2 separate regions of the Zea mays genome follow, and region 1 is linked to region 2. The links are chromatin contacts, called in public Hi-C maps. All regions are on one chromosome and are shown on one strand. The core of a region is the stretch at or near the end of the contact, and the rest is flanking DNA. Distances in the headings are between cores, read along the strand shown.

What was found. A called contact is a pair of places that touch in the nucleus more often than the background predicts.
Region 1: a contact with region 2 is called in a Hi-C map of leaf, with 4 times the contacts expected there. The contact joins the promoter of LOC100381487 here to the promoter of LOC103646067 in region 2. A contact is called at or near these places in 3 of 25 Hi-C or Micro-C datasets (bundle sheath, ear and leaf).

Annotation. Positions count from the first base shown.
Region 1 is chr2:18,195,621-18,199,128 of Zm-B73-REFERENCE-NAM-5.0, reverse strand. LOC100381487 reads right to left here and starts at 2,188. Exons shown (of 14, transcript NM_001361434.1): 1 at 1,799-2,188; 2 at 685-1,368. The coding sequence starts at 1,972.
Region 2 is chr2:17,953,467-17,957,245 of Zm-B73-REFERENCE-NAM-5.0, reverse strand. LOC103646067 (WD repeat-containing protein 44) reads left to right here and starts at 1,767. Exons shown (of 7, transcript XM_020548183.2): 1 at 1,767-3,779. The coding sequence starts at 2,904.

The sequences.
Region 1 (3,508 bases), core at 939-3,438, 240 kb before region 2:
CAATAAGATCTTTGTGCAGAATAAAGGGAAATTGGTGATCATCAAGTACACAAAAAAACACTCAATTTGGTGGAAACCAACTAAGCAATTGCATATTTGTAGGAAGGCATGATAACATCAGACACGCAAATTTGAAGGAGACGTATTATGCTAGCACTATCAAATCCAATTTCATTATAATGACATACAAATTGAGGAGCTATCTAACATGCATCCAACTTCTTGCCTTGATTGATATAAATGAAAGATATAACTACTAATATCTTTGCCAGCCATTACAAAAAGATAAGAGCTTGGGGGTACTTCAAAGAAACAAAAGTAGGCACTCAGTAGATTCCCTTTGAAACTCCCTGTTCCACTTTAGGCATGTGTAATAAGAGCTTGAGTGCACTTCAGAATAACAAAAACTCATGGCAATCAGGTCTACCTGACAATATGGTTACATTTTTAGAAAGTAAGACTTCTAGTAACCGAACCAACATACATATAGTATGAATGTACACTCCATGGAAAAGAGATAATAATTAACACGTGAAGATCTAAGATATGATTACAAACATATGTGGATACAAAATATTATCAAGTATATAACTCATGCAGTAGCACAGAGCTAGGAATTTCCTTGAGATGTTCGGTGATTAGATAAATAGTGTTCGAAACCTAAATCGTAAGATGATGTCTTACACGAATATGGACATACAAATAGGAAAGCAAATCGGTGCCCCGTGGGAAATTCTCAAACTCCACATTTGCATCAGTATTCAAACCCTCCTGGCACAATGTAAGACCTGCAAACTTAGGGAAACAAATATTTCCAAGGGATTTAACATGCCTTCTTAACTCCTCGGTGTGTAGATAAACTTCCAGAAGAGTGACCTCTGAAGTGGGATCACAACTCATTCCATTTGAAATCTTGGAAGCTATACCAGATTGGCCCACTGAACGCCTAAGCCTAATTGATGCTAGTAAAGTATTCAATGAACAGAAATAGCCTTCGAGGACCTTATTAACTGCTGCTGCAAATGCTTGGTTTACTAGAGTGTAAGGCTGATGCTGCTTAGTGTCTTTATCTCCAGAATCTTCATGTTCGTGAACTTCTCTACTTGCACAGTTCATTTCTCGACTTTGGAAAAGATAAAAGTGCACAAACTTGCAAAGGAAGAAGACCGCAAGACCTGTCGAGCGGAAAGATTTGAGAATACTCCCCATGGATGTGGTGCTCGAGGAACGTAACCACACATTTGGGACACGGTTAGAGGTCCTGTCAGCCGGATTTGAGGAAGACAGTGCTGAAAGCTCCTCAATCTCATCTAACGATGTTTTGACACCATACAGCGCATGCAAGGCCAGATGAATCAAAGCATCATCCTGCACAACAAAAATGATCCTCACACTTATTAGCGGCCTAATGCTAAGGGGGTGTTTGAATGCACTAGAGCTAATAGTTAGTTGGCTAAAAATTTGTTAGTAGAATTAGCTAGCTAACAAATAACTAGCTAACTAGTAGCTAATTTACTAAAAATAGCTAATAGCTGAAATATTAACTAGGGTGTTTAGATGTTTATAGCTAATTTTAGCCACTAACATTAGCTCTAGTGCATTCAAACACCCCCTAAATATATTGGTACTCATATATGATAGAAATACAGAGTTTCAGATAAGAAGTTACGGATCCAAAAGCTAAAATGTTCAATGCAGCATATAATTTCCTGGAAAAAAGTTCCCCAAGCTATCTTTTACCCACACTCTCGCTGAATTCTTAAAATTACGACCAAAGTAGGTGATAGATTCCACTCACAGTAACCGATGCGAGCTCGTAGATCGGCTGCAGGCGAGGGCGTCCTCCAAGGTGAGAGACGCGAGCAGCACCGCTCTCAGGTATGACTGACTCCCAGGTTCCCGGCGGCGTCCAGGGCCCGTTCACGCGCAAGGTGGAAAGCAGCGTCGAGAGGCTGGAGGCGGCCGCCTCCATCCCGGGAGGGCCTAACTAGGGTTTATTTGCCCTCCCGCGTGATTTGGTGGAACCCACATCCAACGTTCCAAGCGCAGAACGAAGGATGGGGGAGCAGAAGGAGACGAACATAGGGGTGCCGTGCACTGGTGGTGGTAGAGCACGACGCCGACGAGATGCACCGGCGAGGGCGAGGGAGTGGACGGTTGGTGAATTGGTGAGAAGCGGGCCTGCGATAATTGGAAAATGGAATTTCGCGGGTTTGTTGTTCTGGAGATCTGCTTCGGCTGAGCTGAGTGCGGCCCAGATCGTTCCGAGGCACGCGTCAATTTGGCCTACGAGGGCCTGATTAGGCGGCCTCCAACATTTCACCGGAGCGCACTCCCTCCCTCGGCTCCGTGTAAGAATGGTGTGAAGCGGCCTCCAACCACGAGTGGGCAATTTTTTACCATAGACCAAAAACCAAACCGTACCGAAATTTTAGTTTAGTTCGATAGTTAGGTTTCGGTTTTTTATCTAAAAATTTCAGTTTTTTATCGTAATCGGTATATACCGTATGTCAAACTGAGACAACAAAAAAAACCGAATAACAAACTTTATCAATTTAAAATTTGACTATTCAATTATGTAAATTAAATGTGTGATACAATTAAATTGTTATTCACTTATTTATATGTGATGTATGAGTATGACGTATCTCTAAATATTTGTACCTATATAATTTTTACTTTTTTATAATTATGTGTAATCTATCATGTAAGCTTGTTGTATGTGTTGTCTTGAGTATAAGTCTGGTATTCGGTTTTTACCGAAAAATCGAAGTAAAAAACTGAAACCGAACTTCTCTATTTTTCATTTTATAGAAAACCGATCGGTTGCTAATGTCTAAAAAATGAATTTTTAAAACCGAAAAAACCTAGGCAGCTAGGCCTCCTCCTCACGGTATAGATTGCCAAACAGGTCGTACATAGCAAGTTGGCCCCATGTACGATTGTCGGCGTTTCGGATCCGGGGGTCCCTGGACCGACCAGTAAATTTGTCGTTGCGTGCCCCTGCCCAGATGGGTTGGCGCAAGATGGAACACAAGGGGAATGTGGCTTATATTATCTCGCACCAGGGGTGTGCTCGTAGTAGGGGTTACAAGCGTCGCGAGGGAGAGAGCATGTTCGTTAGCTCGTTCCCCCGCGCGACCTCCCCCGCAGGAAGGCTCTGGACCTCCCTTTTATAGATACAAGGAGAGGGTCCAGATGTACAATGGGGGTGTAGCTATGCGCTAACGTGTCTGGCAGAGGAGTGCCTGAGCCCTGTGTACATGCCAACGTGGCTGTCGGAGAAGTGTTTGAGCCCTGTGTACGCGATAATGTGGCCGTCGGAGAAGTGCCTGAGCCCTGTAGAAGCACAACTGTCGATGCTGCTGGGATCCTGCTGACGTCTCCTTGCTTCCGTAGGGGGCTTGAGAACCACCGATGTCATGGACGCACGCGGGGAACCATCATTACCTATTACCGGGGCGAGCCAGATGGGACGCCGGTCTTGTTCCCTCGTAGCCTGAGCTAG
Region 2 (3,779 bases), core at 518-3,017:
GAGGAGGCTCTCCGTGTCCGTACGTCCCAACGGAGGTGGTAGACCGAGACGCCGGATAAGTCTAAGGACGAAATTTAGTGACCAGAGATTACGAGAGGATCGAGGGATTAAAAAGAAATAAACTACCCTTTAATCCTCTAATCCTCTTGTAATCTCGTTGTCACCAAATCAACCAGCTGGTAAACCTCCCTTCCCTCCCAGGCTCCCAGCAGAGAGCAGCAGCTTTCGTGCAAAGATGGGCACGTGGATAAAATAGATATAAACAAAACACAAAGGCTTGGACGCATGGGGTTGCTGCCGTGCCGCCCTCGCGCTCGCGTTGCCATCTTCGCCCAACCACGAATCAACTCTGGAGCTGCAGGGTTGTTGGGGTTAGCTAGAGATGGATACGTCGTCCATGCATCTGCTCATGCATATCCAGCTGGGTTCTTTAAACTAGCGGACGTACAGCTCGAATCTACGTACTTAGCCCATTATCAGCACCTATCTTTGTGTTTTTTTCCCCAGTCTGCTCACTCATGTATCAAAAGCCACCACACATGCAGAGCAGGTGGCTGCGTTCCATGCATGCAGAGTTTTTTTTAACGTCACTGCTGACCGATGCGTCTTTAGGGCCCGTATGTAATCCAGCTTATTTTATATAAATTATATAATCTGGATTGTGTAATCTAGTTTATATAATCCTATTACAGATGTTTGTTTACATAAATTATTAGTAGATAAAAAGCTAAACAATAATCTAAAATAAGCATCTACTAATTTATTTATGAATTATCATAACCTAGACATCTAGATTATATAATTCACTCCAATACCTAGAGCCGGCTAGCCGCTGCAACGACTGTTAATAAATAAATAAATTCCCTCGTCCAAAAAGGGCTGGAATTGATGCAGGCTAAAATCAAAATGCTCGGCACTACTGACCGTCTGACCCGAACACAGACAGAGCAGCAGCCCCAGCTGACGGGTTGACCCAGACCGAGTCGCCACTCGCCAACAAGAGATCGAGCTCTGTGAAATAGTTTTGACGTGTTCCCGTTTTTTTTTTCTTTTTCTTGCGTGAATAGGTAAAAGAAGAAATCGCACCGCGCGCCTGCATCCTGCACCTGTACGCGCAAGGGGGGACCAAGCAGCGGACGGCAGTAGCATGTTAGGTGCATCAAACTGTTCCCCTCCCCCGCTTTGATGAGCGCCTTTGTTTGGCGCAACGCGAGCGCCCAGCCCAGCTAGTAATTTGCCGTTTCCAAGCAACACTTTGCAGCTGCAGAGCACACAACACAAGCTAGCTAGAGTCAGATTTGTGCCAACATACATATACATGTGTTCCCCCTTCGTCGCTGCTCAGAACCAACGGCAGGGATCGATCGTAGTAGTAATCCTCCTACTCTCGTTCGTTCTGCCCAATGCAGAGCCGAGCAGTACTGTACTGTGCTGTTTCTGTTACAATTCACTGCCACGACGAATGGCTCGTGTCGTGGCATGCAGGCCATGCGCCTGCTGTTGCTAATGCTAACCTCAGCACATCGGTTTTCCACAGCAGAAAAAAAGATCTCTTTCTCTCTGCGGACGGTCCTATCAGGCAAGGGTTACACGAGCAGATCGGTGTGCTGCAGCGCCGATGCACCCGGTTGCAGTACGCATAGACCCAGGCCTAGACCTGCACGATTTATTGCCGCTGCTACTACAGCAGCTCACCACCTATTACTGCTACAAAACGACGACCGGAAGTGAGACGAAAAGGAGAGAAAAAACATACATACCGAAGAACAGAAGAACAAAGGAAAGATAAAAAGAAAGGAAAGTGTGAGAGGCGTCATCAGAGGGTGTGAGATGAACCAACCCAGCAGCAAGAAATGATTAAGAGGCAAGAGGCAAATCTGCGACAGTGCATTGTTTTAGCGGGAACTGTGCAGTATTTTCCTCGTTTTTTTCCCTCTGAGCAGCACAGTGCATCTTCAGAAATTTATTTTTGCGTCCGTCCTCCAAATCTGGCGATGGTGATGGGGGACTCGGACGGGACTGGGACCCCCACACACCCAGCACGGCTGGCCAGCTCCTCTCCTCCTCCTCCTCCGCCTCCCACGTCCGTCGTAATAAATCGCCCCGTCGTCTCCAATTCCCCCCCTCCTCTCCTTTCTCCCCGCCCGCGTGAGATCGGCTCGAATCCAATCCTCTCCAATAATACGCACCGGCACCCATTTGCGCCATGCTGCCGCGGCCGGCCACCACGACGAGCCAAGAACACGCGCGGCATCCCTGAGCCACCCACCCAGGCTTACCAAAACGGATTCCTTTTCCCTCTTGGATCCCAGCCGCTCCCAAGCGTGCGCGCGAATTCTCTGCTTGCCTCGCCCAGGTGAGCTTCTCCCCCCACCCCCCACCCCTGCCATCAGTTTCTTCCTTTTCTAATCCCTCATTATTCCCCCTCTACCATCATCAATCAATCTATTGGTTTCGACGAGATATGTGGTGGTGAATTCGGCGGGTCTTGAGAGGGGGAAGGGATTTTTAAAAAAAAAACCCTGAAATTTTGTCAGCGGTTCCTTGGCCTGGCTGCCCGCTTTAATAATGGCCGCGCGGCTGGTTGGCTTGCCAGGCCAGATGCATTGCTCAGGAGGCAGGAGCGCTTGGGCCGTGCGAGCTGCGGGATTTGGGAGATGCGTGCAGTTGAATGCGTGGGATTCGCCGTGATTTGTTTATGCTGATCGCCCTCTCCTCCCGACCCGTGCTCCCTCCGCGTCCGCTCTCTCCCTTTTTCTCGTCCCCAGTTGCCGCCGAGCCAATTCAGCGCCGCTTTACTGTTATATAAGCCGCGCCTCCGCACCGGACCAGGGCTCTGAGATGTGTTTATCTTTCTCTCCTCGCAGCGCCGTGTGCTCTTGTGCTGAAGATCCATCCCATCCATGGAAGGGTGCCAACTGCTAGTAGGCTGTAGGATGGAGATGGAGGAGGAAGCGTTCTTTGACTCGCGAGAGGAGCTCACGGCGTCGCCGGCGCCCAGCCCGGGCCCTGCATTGCCGTGGTCGGGAAGCCTCGACAGTGTGTGTCAGAGGAGGGAGCGGTTCATGAGAAGCATGGGCCTAGAGTGCTGCCCGGCTCCCCTGCAGGCCGATGCCGTGGCCACCGTGGGCGATGTCGACAAGGAGGAAGAGGCTGTGCCGGAATTTGGGAGATCGTGGTCGCAGTCGGATGAGAACGACTGCTCCATGTCGAGTTGGTCCACGGAGGAGACGAAGAGCTTAGAGGATGGTGTCTCGGATGACAATTCTGTCAGTGGATCCAGCCGGGATGATGCTAGCAGCAAGGTGAGCAGGAGTTTCAGTTCGTTGTCCTTCATCCAGAGGCTCATGAGCCGCAGTGGTAAGCTCTCTGGTGTTCCCAAGGCGGTCGAGAGGAGGAGAAACGGATGGCTTCGGAGGCTGGGCTTGAGGTCTGGTATCCTCGATCATGGAGGCGATGAGGCTAGCACCAGCTCCTCAGAGAGTGAGCAAAACAGGGGTGGAAGGTATGAAAGGGTCAAGGTCCGCAGCTACAGGAAGCGGTCGAAAGAACTGTCAGCAGTTTATCAAGGCCAAGTGATTAAGGGCCATGATGGTGCCATCCTGGCTATGAAGTTTAGTCCGGATGGGCAGTTTCTTGCTACTGGAGGGGAAGATGGAGTTGTCAGGGTCTGGGGCGTCGCGCAGTCTGAGGACTGCAAAATCCCAATGGATGATCCTTCTTGTGTTTACCTCAAAGCTCATCGCCAGAGTGGCTTGGGTCCTGTTGATGCTGACAAT